2 separate regions of the Gossypium hirsutum genome follow, and region 1 is linked to region 2. A link is a contact called in public Hi-C data. All regions are on one chromosome and are shown on one strand. Each heading gives the region's core, a stretch centred on a gene start, on an enhancer-like site or on the middle of the called end of the contact. The rest is flanking DNA. Distances are from core to core; before and after follow the strand shown. Region 1 holds the start of LOC107914613. Region 2 holds the start of LOC107914608 (transcription factor bHLH153).

Region 1 (3,781 bases), core at 259-2,758, 260 kb after region 2:
TAACCAAAAAGAGGATTACCTAATGTCAATTGCCAGAACATCTGGATTGCTTCTGGTCGGAGGAAGAGAATAATTTGGTGAAAAAACCTGATAAAAACAGAGCAATATTGTACACATTATCCATCAAACACGTACTTTTTTTATGTATGCAAATTAAAAGAAAAGGGCTAAAAACAACCCCAACCTGTTTGCATATTTCGCAAGTTATGTCACCTTTCTTGTTGCACCATCTTTGAATGCACTTCCTGTGAGCAAACTGAAACAAAAATGTATACACAATAAGTTAAAAAGATACTTCAAACATTTAAAACTACAAACCCATCTTAAACCGGATAACCATATAAACAACCTATGGTTTTCCATATATGTCGGATACAGGACACTGAAACTTTAGGAAAAATGAAGTTAGGTATTGGCTATATGAGTACCTAGTAGAAGTCATGCAAATGCAAAGAAGAAAAGGAAACAGGTAAGAATATACTCTCTTTTCTTTTAAAATCTTTTACAAAAATAGAAAAAGAACACCATTTGAAATTTTCATATTGAAGCTTAGGAAATAACGTATGAAGAAAGAAAAAGTCAAAAGGAAACTCAAACAAGGCATATGCTAATGCCAAGAAATGCTCGCATTCCAAAACCAATAAAACTACCTAGAAAACATCATAGCACCATTGCTACAAAACTGAAGCCCAACAAAGCCGGCCCCTAAAAAAGCCCGGTTTTAGAATTAGCAATAAGTTGTGTATTTTATTACTATTATTAAATTGTATAATGCAATAAGCCAATAACAAAGAACCATCACTAGAGCTACAAAGTCAAAGGAAAAGCCCCAAAAGGAAAAGAAAAAAAAGTACCAAAGCATAAATAATTTTTTTTTTATATTTTTTACAACTACTCCTCTCCTAACCACAAAAAAAAAAAAAAGGAGCTTGGCAAGACCAATGAAACATACGATCAGAGTCATCTAAATCATACAATCAAAAAACCCAGAAATATAAACTTAAAACTTTAAAAACAGAAGGCGAGAAAAACCCAGAAAAGTAAAGACCTTGAGTGTGCCACTGCAAGCACAAGGAGCTTCCAAAGAAAGCAAATCATCTTCCTCTTGGCATATCCTACACTCCACCACCTCTTTCACCTTCTTTGAACTATACCCAGTTTTTCCATCTCCTTCTTTTCCACCATCACCATCACCACTTGCTTTCGTCATAGGAAAATCAACATTAGTATTCCCAGCAGCTGTATTTGAGTTTGGTTGTCCTTCATTCACTGAAGAAGACTCAAAACAAGTTGCAGATGCTATAATTTTGTCGACACATACCATGAAATCATCCACCATTGTTTTCTTCCCTTCCTTTCACTTTCTCCCTAATGTACTTTTTTGGGGTTTGAATGTACAGTTTTTTTCTTTTTTAATAAACGGAAAGAGAGAGAGAGAGTGGAGAAGTGGGGAGGGTTTTAAAAAGGTGGTGTGTTGGCGGAATTTACGAAAGGGACCAACTTATGTTTTGTTTGACGAAAATGACCTTTGGTTGGGTTTTTATTATCGAGTTTGTCCCAACTAAAATATGTTGCCGTACCTAAACGGTTGTACAAGCTTTGGTATTGTAGGTGGTGGTCAGCTTGGAGCCTTGGACCAAACCATTTAACTTCGGCCAAGTGCAATTTATTGCTATTAGCATGCCGGTTCGGTCCGGGCGTAAACTCAAAGTCAAGTTCCAGTTTCCGTGAGTAAAATTCAAATATTTAAATGGGTAAATTATATTGTCCATCACTTAATTTTAAAAAATTATAAAATAATTCTCCGGATTTTTTTTTATTACCAACCATTTACTAGGGAATGGAAAGGCATGTGGCAAATATAAAAATTAAGATGATAACAACTTCAACTTTTAGCATTCACATGATTTTGATTCCAAAAGATTAGTCCTTAATATTTACACATTACATAATTTAGTCTAATTATAAAAATTAAAAAAAATAACTTTCAATCTCAAGATTTCAAAACTTATATTTTTATATATTTTTTAAATCACTAGTTTTTCAATAATAAAATCTAAGTTTTGAAATTTTGACTACATTATGCAAAGTGTAAATAATAAGACCAATTTTTAAGAATCAAGACTAAATTCGTTACTGCACCAATCTTTATAACTGCCAAGTCATCTTTTAATTATCTAATTAACGGTTGACGACCAAAAAAGATAAACTTGATTTATTAATTGATCATTTTGTAATTGAGTGAGTTTATCCTATTTAATTAGTAAAATATCATTAGTTAAACTTCAAGCATTTAAGTTGAATTATAACTCAATTTTGACGTAAATTTAATCATTATTTAGGATGGGTAATGAATTCTAAAAAACAATTTTAAAATCGGAATCCAACTCCAACTTCTTAAACAAATACATGAAAGTTTCATCATTCATCTTTGATTAAATTTGAAACTAGATTAATGGACCCTATCCAGTTAACAGCACAAATTATTTTTTAAATTCTATCTTACATGTAATATTGCTTTAATTTCTCTAAATTACTAAATTTTTAGATAGAAATTATTCAACTATCGATTTTTTTATCAATTCTATACATATGAACCTATTAACTTTTAGGTCAAGGATTTAATGACAACATTGTAATTGTAATTCAATTAGATTAATCTCTCGATTTTTATAAAATACAATTTAACAAGTCATTTTCTTTTAAAGTAAGAAAAATATAAAAATAAAAAATAATTGTGGATGAAATAATTTTGAGTAGGGAATATGTGTGATCATGTTAATTTGGATTGAAGTTTTTCAACAAAACTAACAGAAAATAAATAAAATAAAATATGGGTGCTAGGAAAATCAGACGTGGCAAGTTGGGTGGAGATTTGTTAAGATAAGGGAAGCTTGATTAAAATTTACAACAAATCAATGGATTCTTTTCCTTATTTTTATTTGGTTTTGTCAACTCTCTCTAGTTGATGTATAGTTGATGGGAGGATTTATTAATGGTGAGTTGGAAAATTGTTGGAGAAGGATGCTGCAAGTGGGGCTTGAATCAAAATTATTATGTCTTTTTTTTTTCTAAATGTTAAATTATTGGAATTGAGAACAAATTGGATAAGGAAGAAAAACAAAGTATCTCCTCGCATATAATTTTTATTAGAATAAAAATATTTTAAAATCCCAATATATTTGTCTATATATTTTATATTTTATATTTTATATTTTATATAAACGCATAACTTTTTGAACTAATCAATATATTATTTCTTTTCTTATGGAAAACGATATTATTAAAAAATGAAATAAAACAACAAAATAATGAGGAAAATTAAACCCGAATTATTAGGCTTCCTCAACCCATCGAGATCTAACTCCTTCAAATTCTATGTTGACATAAAATAAATTATTCGAAGACCAACACTCAATCAAATAATAAGGGGAATGTTCCAAATAACTCGGGTTGCAAGTAATAAGACAACTTTTGCGAGACAATGAGCCCCATTATTTGTATCCTGACATATCCAATAAAAGGATAGAGCTTGAGAGCACAAAGCATCAACAACCACTTTGCAATTCGATTCAATAATATTATCAAGACACAAGCTCTTAAGCCACAAAAGAGCTTCTCTAATATATAGCCATAACCTCAGCTTGAACAAGTTCAAACATTGCAAAAATAGAACACATGACTTTTGATAAAATTTCCATCAGAATCTTGAATAATAGTAGCCAAACCTGTCTGATTATGGTATTTAGAGTTAGAGGCATCCACATTTTATTTTAGCCAA
Region 2 (3,930 bases), core at 713-3,212:
AATAAATATAGAGGAGACATAAAAGGGAGTAAAGGCCGCTAAAAACCTTTGTCGAGATCGATAAGTCGGACTTCTGTCGCTTCGACGCCAAAGGAGTGAAACTGCCATGATCAACAGAGCAAGGGCTCCTTTTGTTTTCCATCATCGCTCTGACCTCTATCCCGTTTTCACTGCTTCAAAAGAGTGAGGGGAAAAAAAGAATCACACACTGGAATAGCACCATGCAACCAACGAAAATAATCTAAAGCTGAACAGCGATGAAAAGGATCATTGAAGATATTACAGACAGTAAGTTAACTAGACTTAAAGACCGCGATTATCGAACATCATTCATCACAAAAGTAAACGATCATCTAATCAACAATTGTGTTCTTTGAAATCATCTACATTCAACTATTGTAAAATGGAATCATCCATATATAAAGCAAACCTAAATGCAATAGAACCCTCGAAATATATGAAAAACACTCATAGTGGACTATTATATTTTAGTCAGAGAAGAATCCATGGTAGGATACATCCAATTTGAAGCATAACAATGAACTTAAATCTCATTCTCAGTACATAATTTAAAAAAAAAAATTCATATGATCTACATCAGACACCCTTACATTGTTTGAATACTGGGGAAAAAAATTTTCCGTTCTTTTGTCAGAGGATAATCATGCATTTATATGTCAATAGATACAAAATTTTATAAACATCTCATCCATTAATTTAATCACAACATAATTTAAAACAATAATTATGTATTAACTGTCGGTTTACAAACGGACAATAGTTGCATGAATCAATGAAAAACAAGCATATAAAATTGGGAAAAATACAAAAACGTTGATTAAATAATTCATGGAATAAGTCAAAAACACAAGCAATATGTCACAGACAAAAACTTACAAACCAACCAGTGACATCATTTGATTCCATACACGATAATCAAACGGTGGAAAAAGCATCAAGCTTCAGTTAAGTAGTCATAGTATAAATAAATAGAAACCCCTGATTATCTAAAGAATGATCTTTTGTGGGACCAGTTTATGGAAAATTTTCCCATGCATGGATGAACCATAAATAAATCCAATTTGCATTTTGAATTAATAACTTAATGATACCAATCAAACATTATGACACTTAAAAGAACTATGATTAAACAAATAATTTTCAAGGTAACATTCAAGTATACTACAAATGATACAAAGCAATAGTGTGGTTACACTCAAAAGCAAGAACTCCAATTTCATGAAAAAACAGAGTAGTATTAAATACAAAAAAGAAAAACCCAAAATAAGATAGCTAATAGCTAATGTATGTATGTATGCAATACAGATCATATATATTGAATTAACACTACAAACAAAGCTGCTTTGAAGCAAAATAACTAGGATAGGATTTGAGCAAACTCACCAAGAACATAAAGTTTGCATTGGCCAAAGAGCTAAAAGCAAAAATCTAATGCCTTGTACTATAACTTGAAAACTTTCAAGACCCAAATTCAACAAGGGAAAAATTCCAAGTGACACCCAAAGTAAAAAGCTGCTTCAGTGTTTTCACTTTCTTCAACCAAACTATCAACACCCCAAAGTCCGAAAGCCAGCTCTTATTTCTTTTTCTTTTTTTTTTCTACTTTTCTTCAACAAAACATTAAAAAGAACAGCAATCTTCTTTGTGGGACTAAAAAGACTGGACCTTTATTGCCAAAAACATGTCAGTTTGTGTGAATCTAAACAAGGTGAAAAGTTTAAGGAACAATCAAAATCCTTTTAGTTCAAAATCTGCAAGCTTTAAACCCTAAACACTGGTGAAGGCTTAAAGAGAGTGAGGAAGAGTGGAAGAAATGGGGTTTGTTAGTGAGAGTTAATAACGTTTTTATAAGGTTTTGGGAGGGGAATGAATAAAAATAAAAATGAATAATTTGTTCATTGTTTTCTTATTTGACAGCTAATATCCAACCATGCAAAGTGACACAGCACCATACATAGATAAGAAGAGTAGTTGATTTAACCTTAGATTTATTGTCCAATTTTTTAATTTTAATTATTTTATTTGCTAATCAGGTTGAAAGTGACTTATGAAATCTCTCCACTTTTTCCTTCCTCTGTCTCTTTTCAAACTTAGCTGGCCTGCCTTTTCATCATTTCTTCTTTGTTTAATCACCAGCGTAATCTCAATAATTGATAATAATATATTCAATATTTCACACATTCACCAAATAAATTTTACCATTTCATGTTTCATTATACCTAATTACCTCCAAACAAGGGAATACCAAAAACATTTGGCCTTGCACCATTTTTCCTTTTCTGTAATTTACGAAATTAAAACTTCTATTAAATCATTTTTTAACATAAGATTCCATTCAAGAAAAATTATATAAAACAAAAAAAAACAGACGAGATAAACATCGGCAAAATTAGAAAATTATTTTTAAGTCAAATTAATTTTTATATTTTTATAATGATAAAAATATAATTTTGTTATTTTAATAATTTATATTTTATAATTTTTAAAGGATTAAATTAATTTATTATTATTATTAGAGGTTAAAATATAATTTTATTATTAATTTAAATTTTTAAGCTTAAATAAAAAAAATTCATTTCCTAACTCCATTAGAGACAAATACATTATGATTAAAGGATAAAATTAAGAAGGAACAAAAATTTTATCCAATAATTGATTGAATCAAACTAAATATATGCATATTGTGTTAAATTAAATCATAAAAAGAAAAAAAAATATGCATATACGTGTTGCGTTTGTAAATTCGACGGTATATCTTTGTCAGAGCAGTTTCCATATTCAGGTCGGCGGTTTTTCTGAGAAGGTGGGTCCCACGCCTTGTCTGGCTATTCCTCTCTGTCACGCTCCCATCAAACTCGCTTTATTCTCAAATCTTCTAATGTGGATTATCCACACGTGGCAGTCATTCATCAAGAGCGTGGTGTTCACGATCTTGAAGTGAAAAATGGAGAGAGAAAATGTTGAGGGGTGGGGTAAGTAGGACCCAGCATGCAGTTCGACCGTGCGCAAAAAAGTCTACGAGGATTTGGTCTAAAGGGATTAGGGGTGGGACCCACACGGTTACGACATTTGTCTGTTAACGAAGTTTGAATAAAGGTTAGTTTTTTTTTTTTTTTTTGAGGGCGAGTTTAGATATTTCATGCGTGATAAGTGGTTATTTTATTTATTTATTTTAACAAATTTATTATAGGTTTTAATTAAATATAATTTTTTTGACATAATGTTTAGAATTACTTATGGTCTCTTTTCAATTCATAAATAAAAAAATAATGTGTTTCAATACGCTCAAACGCATAACTTCTTACATTAATAAAATTATCAAGTGATTATTGATTTTTTACTCTTACCATATTCAGAATGAGTTATATTTCTTTTTATAGTTGCTAAGTTAATAGAGAAATCACAAAAAACAATATTTTTTTAATTTTTTTAAAAATATTTATTTATTTAAGTATCCTAAATATTGTTGGACAAAACACATTAGCGAACAAAATATATAAATATAAATAAACAAATATTTATATATAAAATAAAATATAAATTGAATAATTTATATTTAAATTATCAGATACAAAAACTAATAAATACGGTAACAAAAACTAGAAATCGAAAAGAAGAATAGAGATTTACTAAATGTTGAGGCTTGTTTAACACAGTTTCCTTAAGACAGATTCGGCCGCTCTTACGGTACTTGGAGAAACGTTGGTCGACTGTCTCTCAGGATACAATAACACGATGATCAAAGCAGTAACACCTCTACAGTGATCAACGAACAAACGTTGCCTTTTTCTATCACCGCAACGTTGGAAAATATGGAGAATAAAAGAAAATTTTTGAGAGCAAAATAAGGGTCCGTTTGTTTACATGTAAAATGTTTTACGGAAAATATTTTTTACATTTTCTTACGTT

What was found. A called contact is a pair of places that touch in the nucleus more often than the background predicts.
Region 1: a Hi-C map of leaf shows a contact between it and region 2, with 1.6 times the contacts expected there. The contact joins the promoter of LOC107914613 here to the promoter of LOC107914608 in region 2. A contact is called at or near these places in 3 of 34 Hi-C or Micro-C datasets (callus, leaf and seedling).

The regions. Positions count from the first base shown.
Region 1 is chrD10:21,704,819-21,708,599 of Gossypium_hirsutum_v2.1, forward strand. It overlaps LOC107914613, which reads right to left and starts at 1,509. Exons shown (of 7, transcript XM_016843566.2): 1 at 1,049-1,509; 2 at 185-256; 3 at 20-87. The coding sequence starts at 1,339.
Region 2 is chrD10:21,441,081-21,445,010 of Gossypium_hirsutum_v2.1, forward strand. LOC107914608 (transcription factor bHLH153) reads right to left here and starts at 1,963. Exons shown (of 6, transcript XM_041102196.1): 1 at 1,405-1,963; 2 at 47-170. The coding sequence starts at 1,424.